Regions from separate parts of the Anas platyrhynchos genome. Here region 1 is linked to region 2. Evidence: chromatin contacts called from public Hi-C data. All regions are on one chromosome and are shown on one strand. The core of a region is the stretch at or near the end of the contact, and the rest is flanking DNA. Distances in the headings are between cores, read along the strand shown.

Evidence for each region. Hi-C and Micro-C count contacts between places; a contact is called where the count stands out from the background.
Region 1: a Hi-C map of subcutaneous adipose tissue shows a contact between it and region 2, with 2.9 times the contacts expected there. The contact joins the enhancer-like site here to the promoter of B3GAT2 in region 2. A contact is called at or near these places in 3 of 8 Hi-C or Micro-C datasets (liver, skeletal muscle and subcutaneous adipose tissue).

What each region holds. Positions count from the first base shown.
Region 1 is chr3:89,914,584-89,919,650 of IASCAAS_PekinDuck_T2T, reverse strand. The region is part of intron 1 of SMAP1 (small ArfGAP 1); the gene reads left to right. Among named protein-coding and RNA genes, the nearest start is that of SMAP1, 13 kb to the left of the region's middle. Within about 2 kb of position 2,705, at least 3 of the 8 cell types and tissues checked have an H3K27ac peak or open chromatin away from gene starts, as enhancers often do.
Region 2 is chr3:89,821,405-89,826,466 of IASCAAS_PekinDuck_T2T, reverse strand. B3GAT2 (beta-1,3-glucuronyltransferase 2) reads right to left here and starts at 3,311. Exons shown (of 4, transcript XM_038176568.2): 1 at 2,763-3,311. The coding sequence starts at 3,296.

The DNA of each region.
Region 1 (5,067 bases), core at 1,456-3,955, 94 kb before region 2:
TGGGAATAAACCTCCCAAAAGCCATTCTTGATCTCTCTTTTCTGTTAATATCCCATGAAGACTGGCGGGCCGCATATGGGATGGATGGATGTGTATAACTTCACACTGAACTTGGAAATACCGTGTTTTCATTTGGTAAACAACTTAGCGTTTGCATCAAATCATTCCCTAATGTTTGGTGACATTATTATTGTTATTTATTTTGGAAAAACAGACACCTCGTGGTTGTAGCCAATCAAACTCAGACTTTCAGTAACTGGCTGTTAGTAAGGCCAAAATACTTGGATTCCATCTCTTACAAAATTTCTTATCTAGTAGCAATTTGGCATGAGTAGAATGCTGTTCATTTCAAGAACAAACTGCCTTTTCCTGTGTATCCTCAACAGCTGTAAGTAGCCAGTCCTGATTTGCGTACTGCTCATATTCCTAAGAAGCTTCCCAAATACAGAGTTTGATGTTTGAATTGTTGTATGACTTGAGTGTACTCCAGAGTTAACGTAGTCAGAGCTTTGATTTTTTTTTATTTTCCATTGAAGCTCTGTGTGGTTATCAGGTAAGTCAACTGAATCAGGTACACTTTATTTTGTGGCTTATACAGAACTAGAATAAGTTTCATGTCATTGTGGTACCGTTCTAGTTAAGGCTTTATACACTTGTTGGAATAGGGATGCTGTCTTTCTTTAAAACACTTAACACTTACTGATGCTGTGGAAGCAAGCATTAGTGAGCTGAAGGGCTAATTAAAACAGGCTGATAAGGATTTCTCTCCCAGTTGCAGAGGTGGGGCAGGCTGCGCAGGGGGAGAGTCTTGTTCAGAAAGCCGCTGCATGGCTGCTTCAGAGTTGGGAATAAAACCAAGCTTAGGGGCGTTGTGGATGACTTCAGTGAAAAATGGTTATCCAGATGGAAGAGACAAACTTGAGGGAATCCTGTCCTTGAAGCTCTATGCCACTTACCAGATTTTGGCTAACAGTAGCAAACTTTAAGTTTGTTCTCAGGTCCTGGCCTTGACTGTGTCAAAATCACCCCAAATCCTGCTTTGAGAATAGCAAGGTCTAAGGGAGGCATAAACTAAGGACTGGAGCCACCCTCAGACCTGAACCTGTCCCGTGGCAGAAGCAGCTCCGCCTTGCATGTGGATGGGATAAGGTAACTGGTGTGATAACACCACGAGATGTTTGCATAGTTTGCTGGTAATTGTATGTAGCCTGCTGGAAATGGTGATGTGACCTCTCCTTTTCCTGATGGAGGAAGAGTCTCACGATCAGGACTGAGCTTCAGTGAAACCTGTTGTAAATCTGCCTTTGGTCCTCTTTCCTACTTGGTCACTGAATGTCCCAAGTGTCATGTTTGTCACAACTGTCAAAGTACAGGCTTATTACTAAGCCAGCTATGAGAGATTTCTAATAACGATTTGGAACAACCCGTTCTGTGGTTCTGCAGATCTGTTTAAGCTACAAACTTCTGTCACCTTTTTTTTTCAATATAAAAGAGCTTTTTGCTGGGTGCTTTCACATCTGAAAAGAACAAGAAGAGTGCACTCATGTGATTTTCTTAGCCTTTGAGTATAAAGGTAAAGCAGGGAAGCCTGTGCTGCACAGGAAAAGAAAGAGCTTACTGTGGGGAAAGGCAGGAGAATGAGCGTACTGTGGCACAAGATTGCTTCAGGCTGTTTGTTCCCTTTAATCAGGAACTAACCCAGTGCAGCAGGTGGTAGGTAAATAGTCCCATATCTTCTGTTTGTAAAGACTAAAGGTTCAAGGTCCTCGAAGAAGTCTTTATTCAAGAGTAAAGATTCATGTGTTGTGGTTCTTGCACAATTTCCCTTGCGTAAAGACCTTTGTGTAAGATCCTCAAGATTTTTGCTCTTTCTGAGATCCTGTCCTTAATTCACAAAATCCGATGTATTTCTTCACGGCTTCTTCTTCCTGACTTGAAGACTTAACTGATTGAATAGGCATGATTAAGATTGTAGTTGCATTATTTTTTGGTTCTGGGGTGCTTTTTGTGTGCATGTTTTGTGTTGTGTGTGTGTGTGTGTGTGTGTGTGAGAGTCTGAACCATACGTGGTAGGAGGTAGTGGATGGGATTCTTCTTTCCGGGGATCTGAGCAGCTTCCAGTGGGGCTGGTAAGAGAGTCTCTGAAAGAGCAGGGAAATACTGAACGCATGTGACAGTACTAGTGCTGCTTTTGAGCATTTTAGTCTCATCTTGATTTAATCCCTGTCTCAAGTGCGTTGCCTTGAGGGGAGGAACTGATAGGAGTCTCTGTGGTTCTGCCTCGTATTTTTCTTCTTCCCCGTGTGGCCAGTGGAGGCAGGACTCTTGTGTTAGTGGTGCTGCTTGTTGAACCACACAAAATACAACTGCTGCTTACATATTTTTCTGTTTTCTATATATCTGATACATAAGAACGCTTGTTTTCTGTTCCCAATTGTTATCTGAATCTCACCATGGGGAAGTGAGAGATGCTTCTGGAAAATGTTCATGGGTAACTTCATTGAAGTCTGGAGTAGCAGAGCACTTACATGGCCCAGATTGCGTGGGGAAGTCGTGGAGAGAGCACTGCACGAGCACGCTGACGTGGTGCAGCCACCCAGCCTTTGGTGAAGCTTTGGCAGAAGAAGTGACTCTTCAGGAACTGGCTGGTGACCATCAGCAGTGTAAATCTCCTTGCAGTTAATTCTCTATTCCACAAGATGGAGCCAGTTATTTGACAAATACAGTCTGTCAGCCAGCTGTGCTTTTTGGAGGCAGAGCAGTGTACTCCTAGTCGGTGACATTGGAGCAAAGGGAAGAGCCACGGAGCCGGACTGTGGCAGAAGGCATGGATGATGCTGGCCTGGAGAAGTTTGCTGTGGACTATTTTGAGATGCACAGGAGTTAGTGCTCTGTTACCTGTAATATTTGCCTTCTTTCCTTCTAGATTTTATTTTTTTTGATATATCTGTGTGGGAAGTGCTCCTGCCCTTGGCTAAGCGTGTAGCTGTATTTCGACTTTGGACCTGCAGGAGCTGATGGACCTCGGCCCGTGGTACCGCTTGTGATGCACTGGAACGCGTCCAGTTTAAATAACACAGAGGAGAAACATACCATCAGAAATCATGCCCTGGAAAGGGAAAAGTGGGAAAATCTTTGAAACCTGTTCAGGGAAAGCATCTGGTTCAACAGAAAAACACATGAAAATGATGGCTATTTTTCACAAAATTCATACTTGGAAATCATCTTAGAATATGCGTCGTGTGAAGACAGATCACTTCAGCAGCTTAAAAATTGGATGAAAATCAACTTATGTGAAGATTTGTGTTTAAAATTGTCAGTGGCTTTCAGGCGCTTTATTGCTTTTTAAAAGCAGCTGAATTCTGATGTTGAGATATTCTCATCTTTTGGGAGCTGTGGATGTTTTTGCAAGCAGGGAGAAGTTCTGTGCAGTAACTATATAGGGGCATGGATGTTTACTGGAAGAGGGGGGAAAAAAAGCTCCCCAGTTTGCTTCTGAAATTCCCAAGTTACCTGGCAATTTCTAGCAAGAACACTTGAGACGTGTCAGGAAATGTGGAGCCCTGTGGCTGTACTAATTTCATTCTAAAAGTCCAAATGGTCTCTAATAAAAGACTACTTAAATACTTGAAGTATGTCGTGTTCAGTGATGTTTCTGTGCATCTGGTTAAATTCTAGTTTCTGATCCCAACCTGACCCCGTTCCTGGATGCCGGTGAATCCGGCTGTGGCTGACCCCGGTGAGCAGCCAAACGTGCACCCGAGCTCTCACTCCCCTCTCCTGTGAAATGGGGACAAAACAGGAGGGTGAACAGACTTGAGGGTTGAGACAGTGACAGCTGAATAAGGAAAGGAAAAAGCCCTGTGCACAAGGGAAACCGAGGAGTTCATTCACTGCTTCCCCTCGGCAGGCAGCTGTCCGGCTGCTTCATGGAAGGCAGGCCCTCAGTACACATATCAGCTGTATGGGAAGACAGACCCTATAACCACGTATGTCCTCTCTTCCTCCTCCTCTCCTGGGGCTTTTCCTGCTGGGTGCAGTGGCACAGTGCAGGATGTGGCCCAGAGAAAGCTAGCTGGCCCAGCCACTTCCAACCCCGGGGAAACGTCACTTGCTTTTTTTCCAGTTAACATCCAGGAATCCAAATTAATTCATGTGAATGTGCAACATCGCAAATACAAGTTTCTGTTCGGGTTTTATGACGCTTGTAAAGCTTAAATTTCAAATTGAAATTTTATTGCCTTTCTGCTTCTTCAGCTACAAACACAACCAAATCTGCACGATAAGCCACGTGTGGTTGTATTCAGTACTGGTTATTGTAATGGTTAATTGCTAATGTCAGACCATCCTAACAAAGACTGCCAAATGTTCACAAGAATAACCTAGTCGTGGTAAGTTTTCTAGAAAATAGGAGGTAGCAGCTGGCCTTACCTAACTACCTAGTAAGAACTGAAAAGTAAACTTAAGTCTAATCAATAGACAACATAGAAGAGGAAAAGTTTAAATGAAACAAATAGTTCTCATCTTTGAAGCAGCAATCTGCCTTTGGATTAGTGTTTCCTTGGGTGTACCCAGATAGTGTTTGAGAGGCTTCATGGACTGCTGGAAGGGGCCACTGTAAGCACATTGCACTAAAAGTCTTGTGGCTTTTCTACCTGCCTTGTCTTTAGCCTGTGATGAAAGAGGTGGAAGATATTTTTAAGCAGTTAACTGTATCTTAAACGGCAGAAGTTATTTGAAGTGGATTTGGTATCAGAAATGGTACCCTGATAGCAGCAACATAGCAAGTTGGTGAAGTTCAGCCCAGCCATTCCAGTAAGAAGCTTGTATTAAATGGCTTTCAAATGAAGAAAATTAACTATTATTTTAAAACCTATACCAGATAACATTTCCTACTAGTGTTGGCCAGCTGGAGTTGCACTATATCATGGCAGTTCTTGACAGGCGAGGTTGCTTTGTTACTGCCATGTGAAGGTGTTTTAGATAATGTGAATTAGCAGTTTTTAGTTGTTTTTTTTTTGAATTTCTTAACGTTCAGTCTCCACTGCTGAAGCCAAACTCCTGTTT
Region 2 (5,062 bases), core at 2,062-4,561:
TGATTTTTCACCTGAGCACCGTTACACTCTCAGGTGAAAAGAGCTGGGGATAACTTAAAGAAGCCACGCCTCCACTCCTGGAAATATTTCTTGATCATAACCGTAGCCACACTTAGCTCTCCAAGTAATTTTACAACCCCTGAGCCAATTGCTCCTTTCCCCAAAGCCTTTTCATGAGGATTAGCCCGAGCTCAGCCAGCGGGCAATACAGTAGCAGTGGAAAGACACCAGCTACAACTAAACATGCTCAGCCCCCTCCAGCCTGACAGCGAGGAAGTACTTTTGCCAGTCAAACACTAAGCTACACACACACGTGCCAGTGTATGTCCTACAAAATAAACCATTATAAAAGCACCAGATTTACTGCAGATGGTGACACCAACCTGCATCCAGCTGGCACATCCCCTGCCCCTTTCTGACTACATATATAAACGAACAGACCTGTGAGTGAAACACACACTTGACACCACCCCACCCATCCCTTGGCCTGGGGCTGGAGGCCACCCAGCCAACGCAGGTGGGACCAGCACTTGGAGCTCCTCTCTCCTTGCTCCATGTTTGCACTGCTCTCCCAGGTAAGCAGACTATAGTTAATCAGACCTCGGGATTAGGCAACTGCCCATCTGGAGAATCCACCTGGTAAGGTAACCAAGAGCAGGCAGAAAACACCTCCCTCCCAGGCTTCTTTACACCACTTCCACGACGGAGTTACTGCTGGAGTCCTTCTGCATGCAACACGTTCTGAAGTTGCTCTTTTTGTGCTTGGAGAAGAGAAGCACAGTTTACCCCCATAAATCAATCAATCCCTGAAGGAGAGAGCAGGATTTACTACAGAGCTGTCAAGCCAGAATCCGTAACCACAGAGAAGTTGTTTTTTTCCTTCCTTTTTTTTTTTTTTTTTTTTTAGACAAGAAATAAAATTTCAAGCAGTGCCTAGACTGAAAACAAGGCTACTAGCTCCCTCCAAATGTAACCTCCCACTTGTCAGAAAGGCACATCCAGCCGGCAAATGCTGCCAGGAGACTTTGGTTAACTTGGCCAGGCCGACAAGACATTTATTCCTGGAGTTACTGTCAGTGGCATCCCAGAGACCTGCCCCACACACCGCCCATCGGCAGTGCCAGGCGACAGTGGTAGCTGGAGCAGGAGCTCTTCCTCGGCTCCTGCACTGGAGCTTTCCAGCTGCTACCTCTCACAAGGAGAACTCATTCATTTGTAGGATTCAAAACAAACACCTCCTGCACAGTGGCTGAACCCTGGTCAAAGAGAAGCCGTGGGGCTGCGCAGCTGCAGGTGTGAGGTTACTGCTCCTGCCAGCAGGAGGGAGCACAGGTCGCCTGCTCCATTGGTAATTTCTAAGGTCAGCCCTTCAGACATTTATTCCTTTGCCTTCATGCATTCTGTGACCGAGAGATCACTTGTAGCTTTTCATTTCATCATCCACAACAATTAGAACAACAGTACAGGGAATAATAAAAGAATAAATCTGGCACAGACCCCAATAGCTGTGGGCCACTCAGGTGACACGCCTGCCATGCTGTTCCTTTAGTTTGCCCTAAACACTTGCACTCCAAAAAAAGTAGAGATTCACCTCCAGGTATTTTCTCTCACACTACTTGTGGTGTGAAAGTGCATTTTCTGAATCAATTCACAGAGTCCCTTAGAAAGAATGAGGTTAGTTTCACATCTCCGAGCAGAGACGGGCACTCCCATCCCACTGATGATCAGTATATGGGATTACTCCGCCTCATAACACCCCCAGCACAGCCGTGAGATCTTAAGGAAATCAAGCACAGCAGGGGCTTAGCCCCCAGGCAGAGGTCCCCCAATTAGCAGTTTTGATGCCAAATGCTAAACTGGGAACTAGGGCATCTCTGCTCAACGGGACCTCGTACCTGTCAACACGCAGACAGTGGAAGCGGATGCGCTACAAATCTAAACACAAGCCAACATAAGCATTTCTAAAATAACCCGCTCTGGGGAATTTCACGTGCTTCACATTTCTGTGCGCCACGATCCTCTTAGCCTACCAAGAGGAAAACATCTGAGGGAGCACGATGCCTGTGAAGTGCAGATCGGGGCTGCTCGCTGCTCTACACCGCACCGCCTGCCGGGGAGAGGCAGGGCTCAGGATCCGTCCCGAGCCCTTCACCTTCCCCACCTGCCTGCCAGCCTCCTGTCCCGTCCCCTTCCCACGCCATCCTGCCAAGGTTACCCTCCCAAATGTCACGGGAGATGTGAGTGCTCGTCCTGCTGCTGCTTTACATCCATTAATTATTATTAAGCATCCCTCCTTCCTGCCAGGGGAAATGAGACAGAAAGCCGGATCACCTCCCCCAAATCCTCACCAGTTCCCACCGAGAGGGAGCAAAGCCCTTCACCGGGGGGCTGAAAGCACATTTCTTCATGAAGGAGCCTGCCGAAGGGCTGGTTGGTCCTTACGGGGACAGCCTGCTGCTGCTCGTAGGGGCTGCTTGTAGGGGCGGGGGGCTCGGGGAAGTCGGGGCGGCAGGGGACGGCCCCGAAGGAGGGACGGGGCAGCTCGGTGCCTGGCCCTGGAGCACTTTTTTGCCTCCGGGCAGCGAGAGCACAGCCTGGGGGACCCGAAACTTGCCGGGAGGAGCAGAAAACCCCTCCGCAAGTTGGCGGGGTGCCCCAAAACACCGCGGCGGCGCGGGGCGTCGGGGCTGGGGCAGAGGGCTGGGGGAAGGAGGGAGGAGATTTTCGGGGGGGGGACGCTGCCCGAGGGGAGCCCCACGCACCTCGTGGAAGAGCTCCAGGCTGTAGGTGTTGTCGTCGTCGGCGAAGAAGAGCACCCCGGGCTGCGGGGGGGGCAGGTGCTGGTGGCGCTGCCGCAGCCAGGCCAGGCCGGCGTTGCGCTGCTCGGTGGCCCGGGGCAGCCCCGGCCTCTTGTAGCGCCGGGGCGTGGGGACGTGCAGGTGGGTGCAAGGCAGCCCGGCCGCCGCCACGAAGCGGCTCACCAGCTCGCTGCGGGCCGCCGCGTCCTCCACCAGGATCCAGTGGAGCCGCGACACCTGCCGGAGGGTGTTGGCCAGCCGGGTCAGCTCGGCCTTCTGCACCGGGCGGCTGTAGGTGGGCGTGATGGCGTAGATGGTGGGCAGCGCCGCCTCGGGGCCGCGCACACCCACACCGGACCCCCCCCCAGCCCCGCCATCAGCCCCGGCTCCGGCCCGCGGGGGCAGCGGCGGGCGGCTGCTGTCGATGTCCAGCACGATGATGACCACGAGCACCCAGGGCAGCAGCAGGAGGAAGCGGCCGAAGAGCAGGGACTTCATGCTGCAGCCCCCCCCCCCCCCCCGCCCCACACTCAGCGCCGCCCCATGGACGGCAGCGGGGGCGCTCAGCGCATGGCCGCCCCCAAAACCCACCCCTCGGGGCGCCGGTGTCCCCCCTCTGTGCTCCCCCGGTGCCCCCCGGTCTCCCCCCGCTGCCCCTCGAAGACCCCCGGTGCCCCCCGACGGGGGCAGCAGCGCGGCCCCGCCGCCGCCGCCCCTCTACCAGCGCCCTTCCTCCTCCTCCTCCTCCTCCCTCAGCATCGCCGCGGCTCCAGGGGGGCTCCGGGGAGCGAGGCTGCTCCTCCGCCGCTTCCCCGGGCGGCTCTGACGGGGCGGGGAGGCGGCGGGGAGGCAGCGGAGGGAGGGTCCCCGCGGGCGGCTCCGGGGGGGCTCCCGCCCCGCTCCGCCCCGCTCCGCTCCGCCGGCCTCCCCCCGGGCTCCGAGGCGGGGCACCGGGCGCCCCCGGGGGGCTGCGGCTCCCCCCGGACCCCTCGCAGCCCCCCGCCAACTTCTGCCGCCGCCCCCCGACGGCCCCGAGCCCCCCGCCGGCGGCGCTTCCCCCTCCAGCGGGCTGGGTCAGCCTAATTCATTTTATTTCTCCCTCTCTTTCTCCTTCTCCTTCTCCTTCCAGGGGCAGAGCGGGTCGGAGCTCGGCAGGAGCCCCGAGTTGTGCATAAGGCGCCGGTTCCTACTCCAGATCCCCCTCGGGTCCCCCCGACGGCCGTGGCCCGGAGCCCTCTCGGCGGCACCCCCGGGCCCTTGCCGCTCGGAGGGGGGGGCTCCGGGAGCAGGGGGCAGCACCTGCTGCCGGCACCTGTCTGAATCCCGTTTCGCTGCTTTCCCCCCGTCTTTTCCTTTGCCTCATCTCCGAAGAGCTCGGAATGACGTGAGAGCCCCTCTGTAAATCGTTCGTGTATGGGAATTTGCTAAGAGCCCACCTTTCTGCACTTAGCTTGAATAAAAGGCATTCACCGAGTGCCGTAGCACGCCTGAAATGCATGATCTAAAGCCCCCGGGAATAATCCCTCAGCGAGGAAGTTCCCCGTGCATTTTGCAGCACTCGCTGCTGTCGCAGCTGAAGACCTGCTTACAACTGGAGCTGAACGCTTCAGCCTTCGTCTTGCACAAAAACACGGGGGCACAGAGCGAGTATTTACAAAGTGGGGAACCCTCCTCGGTTCCCTGACTAAGCCATTTCCCTCTTTATAGACCAAACTGTGGGCTCACCAACTTCTGGGCGATTTGAGATCAGGAGCAGAGTGATTCATCGCCGAAGCACTGACTTATCAGTGGGAATGGTGTGGGCTAGAGAAATTGATAGTGTCTTCACATCAGCCTCCTTGTCTCAAACTGCTCCTTTCATTTCTGCCTTATATGCATCCTTCACATTTGCATGTGTATTACCAGCGCAGATAATGTAGATGCTGCGTCCATCTATCACTCATATCTCTGTAGCGATCAATTTGTTACCCAAAAGGACATATTAACCCAGAGGGCTCGCCCACAGGAAGGACGTCGAAGTGATGTAATATAAGCTGAAATGCTCGGGAAAGTGGGGGTGACACATGGCCACGCACTGAATATCTAAATGAGGAAACATCTGTGTAGCTGAGAGGTAATTGGAGTTAGCATGTTCAGTCGGGAAGTGGAAGGCTTGTTATGTGATTAATGAAATAACATGGAACAATGCAGCAGCCACAAATAGTTCGATATATCCCAACCAAACGCGTCTCAGACATGAAATTACAGTTGCCCATTTTGTGCTG